Regions from separate parts of the Macaca mulatta genome. Here region 1 is linked to region 2. Evidence: chromatin contacts called from public Hi-C data. All regions are on one chromosome and are shown on one strand. Each heading gives the region's core, a stretch centred on a gene start, on an enhancer-like site or on the middle of the called end of the contact. The rest is flanking DNA. Distances are from core to core; before and after follow the strand shown. Region 1 holds the start of LOC100427312. Region 2 holds the start of LOC722722.

Region 1 (2,700 bases), core at 66-2,565, 260 kb before region 2:
TCATCGCCATTCTCCATTCTCGATTAACCAGGAACACAATGCACTGCGGAAAGCCTCTGCCCAAGAAAGCCTGGTATTGTCCAAGGTTTGCCCCCACTGAGACAGCCTGAGATATGGCCTCATGGGAAAGGAAAGACCTTACCATCCCCCAGCCTGACACCCATAAAGGGTCTTTGCTGAGGAGGATTAGTAAAAGAGGGAGCCTCTTTGCAACTGAGATAAGAGGAAGGCTGTCTCTTGCTCATCCTTGGGATTGGAATGTCTTGGTGCAAAGCCGACCATTCCCATTCTTTCTATTTTCAGATAGCAGAAAACCGCCCTGTGGCTGGGGGTGAGATATGCTGGCAGCAATACTGCTCTGTTACTCTTTGCTACACTGAGATGTTTGGGTAAAGAGAAACATAAAGCTAGCCTGCGTGCACATCCGGGCACAGTACTTATTTTCCTTGAACTTATTCATGATACAGATTCCTTTGCTCACACGTTTCCCTGCTGACCTTCTCCCCACCTGTTGCCCTGATACACGCCCCTAGCTAAGATAGTAAAAATAATGATCACTAAATACTCAGGGAACTCAGAGGCTGGGACCGGTGCGGGTCCTCCCTATACTGAGCACCCCCTGGGCCCACTGTTCTTTCTCTATACTTTGTCTCTGTGTCTTCCTTCTTTTCTCAGGCTCTAGTCCCACCTGACGAGAAATACCCACAGGTGTGGAAGGGCTGGCCCCCTTTAACAGGACAGGCCCCAGCCACCTCCCCAACGTAGGCTCAGGGGAAGCCGTGACTGCGGAGGGGAGACCTAGGGAGCAGCAGGGCCCAGCAGGAGGAGGGAGGTCCGGGGGCGAGGGCGCCTTAAGACAAGGGTGGGGTCTGCAGGATCCCAGGACCAGACAGAGGAGGCGGCCTTCCTGGGACTGGGGCCGCGGTTCTACGTTCCATGGGCGGAAGAGGGCGAGAATCCACCTCTCCGATGAGGACTTTAAAAAGCGCGGGGCGGGAGGAGTCAGAAAAAGGTTTAGAGCAGGAAAACTACGCGATAGAAAGTGTACACACTGCCCTACAGCAGAAAGACCCGGGACGGGGCTAGCCTCAGGGCGACCTTAAACCCCTAAGGAAGCGACCCCCGGACTCTCACAGGGTCGTCTCAATTTGCTCTAGGTGAAGGAAGATGGCTGAAAATTTCCAGGTTTGTGGGGACCCCACACCCCAGGAACAGAAGCGCCAGGGACCTGGGAAGCGCAGACTTAATACAACACAGAACGAAACTCACGCGCCGCGATGGGACCGTCACTCCACGCGATCCGCTTCCGGGTTTTCGCGAATCTGCGCGCAGGACAAAAGCCAGGCCTGGGTGGGACCCGCGAGGAGGTGGGCGGGGCCTAGGCGAGGTAGGGGCGGGGCGCGAGGCGGAGAGATTTTGCTCTTTAGAACCGGCAGAGGGCGGGGCAGGGGCGGGGCAGGGGCGGGGCCGGGGCGGGACCTGTGAGTTCCTCACCCTCCCTCCGGCGCCTGTTTTAGGGTTTTGGAGTCCAGACCCGCCAGAAAGGCTGAGGCCTGATTCAAAAGCTCTGGAATTGTCTGGAATGGGCATGTAAACTAGAATGTGAAATGCAAAGCCCTGCCTGGGCCGAAGGTACAATTTCATGCTGACGGCCCACAGAACAGAATAGAAATTCTCTCCGTTTCTATTCTCCATTCACCGGGTGGGGGGAAAATCCACCCTGTGCTCAGCTTCAGAGACTTCCCTAAAGCCACCGCCTGGGATGCGGGACGCAATGCTCAGGAAAGCGAGGAGTGAGGTGACCACCTGCTGGATAAATACAGCAGAGGCGCAGGGGAGGGAGACTGAGGACCCAGCTACTCAGGAAGCAGCGGCGGGAGGATCGCTGAGCCTGGGGTCCAGGCCAGCCTGGGCGACAAAGTAACACCCGCTCCCGCAGGGCTCCCTTCCTCCTCTCTCTCTCTTTTTTCCTTTTTTTTTTTTAATAACAAAAATACAATTTTGATTGCATGAGATAGGGATCCAACATTATTCTTTTCCATGTGGATATCCAGTTAGTTTTCTCAGCACATTTGTGGAAGAGATTTATTACTTTATTTACTTATTTCTTTTGTTTTGAATGAGAGTATTTCTCTGTAGCCCAGGCTAGAGGGCAGTGAGGGGATCTCGGCTCACTGCAGCCTCTGCCTCCTAGTTTCAGGCGATTCCCCTGCCTCAGCTGCGGTGTACCTGCCATTACAGGCGCGTGCCACCATGCCCGGCTAATTTTCGTAGACGAGTTTCACCATGTTGGCCAGGCTGGTCTCAAACTCTTGACTTCAAGTGATCCGCCTGCCTCGGCCTCCCAAAGTGCTGGGATTACAGGCGTGAGCCACTGCGCCTGATCCAACAAATACCTTTTACTTCACTTTCTAATTGTTGAGAAAATATAATTGAAAACAAAGCAAAACAAAATCTTCCCCCAAATGACAAAACATCTGCACGACGATAATAGAGAAAGAAATTTAAAAAGTTATTAATAAATAAGCCTTAGACCAGAATGTGATGGGAAATAGAAGCAAACAGCTGAGAGGTTGAAAAAAGAGAAAGAAACTTCCCTGTTCTATACAACCCATTAAGTACATGTTTTCAAGATAAACACTAATCAGTCCTCAGGGAAGAGGACTTGACAACACCCTTGGTCACACATAGTTCATCCTG
Region 2 (2,700 bases), core at 70-2,569:
GGGGGGGGGGCTGGTCTTGTGGGACTAAGACCTTAACCTGTTGGATCTGACTCTAACTCCAGGTGCACAGTGTCAGAATTGAATTGAATTATAGGACACGCAGCTGGTGTCCACTGGAGAATTGCCTAGTGTGTGGGAAAAAAACTCCCACACATTTGCTGTCAGAAGTGTTCCATGTTGGCTGGGCGCAGTGGCTCATGCCTGTAATCCCAGCTACTCAGAGGATGAGACAGGAGAATCGCTTGAACTTGGGAGGTGGAGGTTGCGGTGAGCCGAGGTCGCACCACTGCACTCCAGCCTGGGTAATAGAGGGGGAGACTCGTTCTCAAAAAATAAAAAAAAGAATACTGGGTGTCACAGGACAGGCCAAGGTCACCTCCTCCACCATGGGTGTCACAGAACAAGCCCAGCTCACCTTCCCACCACGGGAGGTGACTGCCTAAAGGGGCGTGGGAGCTGAAGGCCCTCCCTGAGAAAGATTTCAGACGAGAAAGACAGATGGCACCTTAGGACAGGGGTGGGGTCTGCAGAATCCCAGAACCAAGGTTAAGGAACCGGCCCCTCCGGACTGAGGCTGCAGCGCTGCGCACCAAGGGCCAACAAGGGCGAGTCTTGGAGAACCGGATAGACCTGAACCCACCTTGCAGGTGAAGGCTCTAAAAAGTGCCCCCGGCTGGGCGCGGTGGCTCACGCCTGTAATCCCAGCACTTTGGGAGGCCGAGGCGGGCGGATCACGAGGTCAGGAGATCAAGACCATCCTGGCTAACACGGTGAAACCCCCTCTCTACTTAAAAAAAAAAAAAAAAAAAAAAATCAGCTGGGCGTGGTGGCGGGCGCCTGCAGTACCAGCTACTTGGGAGGCAGAATGGCGTGAACCTGGGAGGCGGAGCTTGCAGTGAGCCGAGATCTCGCCACTGCGCTCCAGTCTGGGCGACACAGCGAGACTCCGTCTCAGAAAAAAAAAAAAAGAAAAAAAAAAGCGCCCTCCTGCGTGGCGGGAAGAAAAATCGGTAAAGGATTTTAGGTAGCAAAAGACGCGAAAGGCCATGTTTACCTAGCGCAAGGCAGAAAGACCAGATTCAGGAAGTAGCCTTAGAGGGACTTTAACCCAAAGGGAAAGCGATCCCCGCACTCTCGCAGCAACGTCAGAATTTACCTGGGGTGGAGGGCGCGGTGCGGGCATTTTAAGATCTGTAGGGATCCTCTCCAGACCCGGCGGATGGAAGAAGGGGGACTGCGAAGCGCAGATTTAATCTGGAGAGAGTGAAACTCACGCTCTGCGGCGCAGCCTTCACTCCCCGCGATCCGCTTCCGGGTTTGCAGAAAACCGCGCGCAGCTGAGACCTGGCGGCTTGGGGGCGGGGAAGGGGCGGGGTCTGGCCAGAAAGAGTAGGGCAGGGGGCGGGGCCGGAGAGGACTGAGGGGTCCTAGGGGCGGGGCCTAGGAGGGGCGCGACCGGCACAGGGAGGGGCCGGGGAGAAAACGCGCAGGGTGGGGCGGGGTCTGGACAGGCAGGGGGCGGGGCCGGGAGGGACCAAAGGAGGGCGGGTGGGAACCTGCGTTCCCAGAGCGTCCCTATCTTCTGGGTTTGGGAACGCTTAAGTCTATTTCGTGTCCTGCGGAGCAGTTTTGCTTTCTGCTTATTTTAAGTTAATGTTTCAATTTTAAGGTAAACCGTTAGAATTATGTGGGCCATCGCTATTGGAAACAAGATATTTTCGTAAGTTGCAAACTTAAATTGCTCTACTATTTTTAAAAAGTTACTGCTTTTTCTAAAGCAAGAGTTAATGTCACCGGTATTAGCCCTCCTCGCTCCACACCCCAGGTGTTTACCATATGAAAATCTCTGCAACTGTGCACAGGGCTGACTCTCTCCCTTCATTGTGAATGGGTGTAGAATATGGAGGGGATTGTGTTAAGTTCTGTTGCGAGGTGACTTGAAATTACTTACACATTCTGCCCAGGCAGAGTTTTGCATTTCACATTCTAGTTTGCATACACTTCACAGACATTTTCAGGGCTTTTTAGTTAAGCTTAAATTAATCCACATTGCAGAAACTTTCGGGCATTCAATCTACCCCAGACTGACACCCCCAGAGATGCCAGATCCCCACACCCAGAGTTGCTTCAGTCTCACTAGTAGCTCTTCTGTCCTACCTGCTGGCAGAAATAACCATTTCATCATAAACCATTTCAACTTCTGTCCCATTCGCTGGCAAACATACCTTTTAACGTACTTTAACGTATTAACGTATTAACCATTTCAACTTTCCTTTGCCCAAGATTCCTATTCCCATGGTCAGGTTGGGATCTACCCTCAGTAATAACTACGGTGGCCCAGGGGATTGCAATCTGTGTGCAGCATTGAGCACCAAGGCTCTGTGTTCAGTGTTTCTGATTACATTTTTCAGCTCTAAAATTTCTGTTTCTCCTTTATAGCTTTTGTCTCTTTATTGGTAGTCTATTTTGCTCATATCTTGTTTTCCTGATTTCCTGTGGATGTCTATGTATGTTCTCTTAATTCATTGACCATCTCGTGACTCTTATTTTCAATTCTTTGTCTGATAATTCACACATCTTCATCTCTTTAGTGTCAGTTTGTGGTGGTTTCATTTGTTCCTTTGTGTGGATCATGTTTCCTTATCTTCTTGAATGTCTTGTTATCTTGGCACCTCAGCATTTCACTAATCAGCCACTCCT

The links. A called contact is a pair of places that touch in the nucleus more often than the background predicts.
Region 1: a contact with region 2 is called in a Hi-C map of fetal cortex germinal zone, with 4 times the contacts expected there. The contact joins the promoter of LOC100427312 here to the promoter of LOC722722 in region 2. A contact is called at or near these places in 5 of 14 Hi-C or Micro-C datasets (blood, cortical neurons, fetal cortex germinal zone and 2 more).

The regions. Positions count from the first base shown.
Region 1 is chr19:65,695,583-65,698,282 of T2T-MMU8v2.0, reverse strand. It overlaps LOC100427312, which reads right to left and starts at 1,315. Exons shown (of 9, transcript XM_077981537.1): 1 at 1,270-1,315. LOC144337330 (a long non-coding RNA gene) reads left to right here. Exons shown (of 2, transcript XR_013410304.1): 2 at 1-1,316. It also overlaps the pseudogene LOC144337282.
Region 2 is chr19:65,438,769-65,441,468 of T2T-MMU8v2.0, reverse strand. LOC722722 reads right to left here and starts at 1,319. Exons shown (of 6, transcript XR_013410217.1): 1 at 1,157-1,319.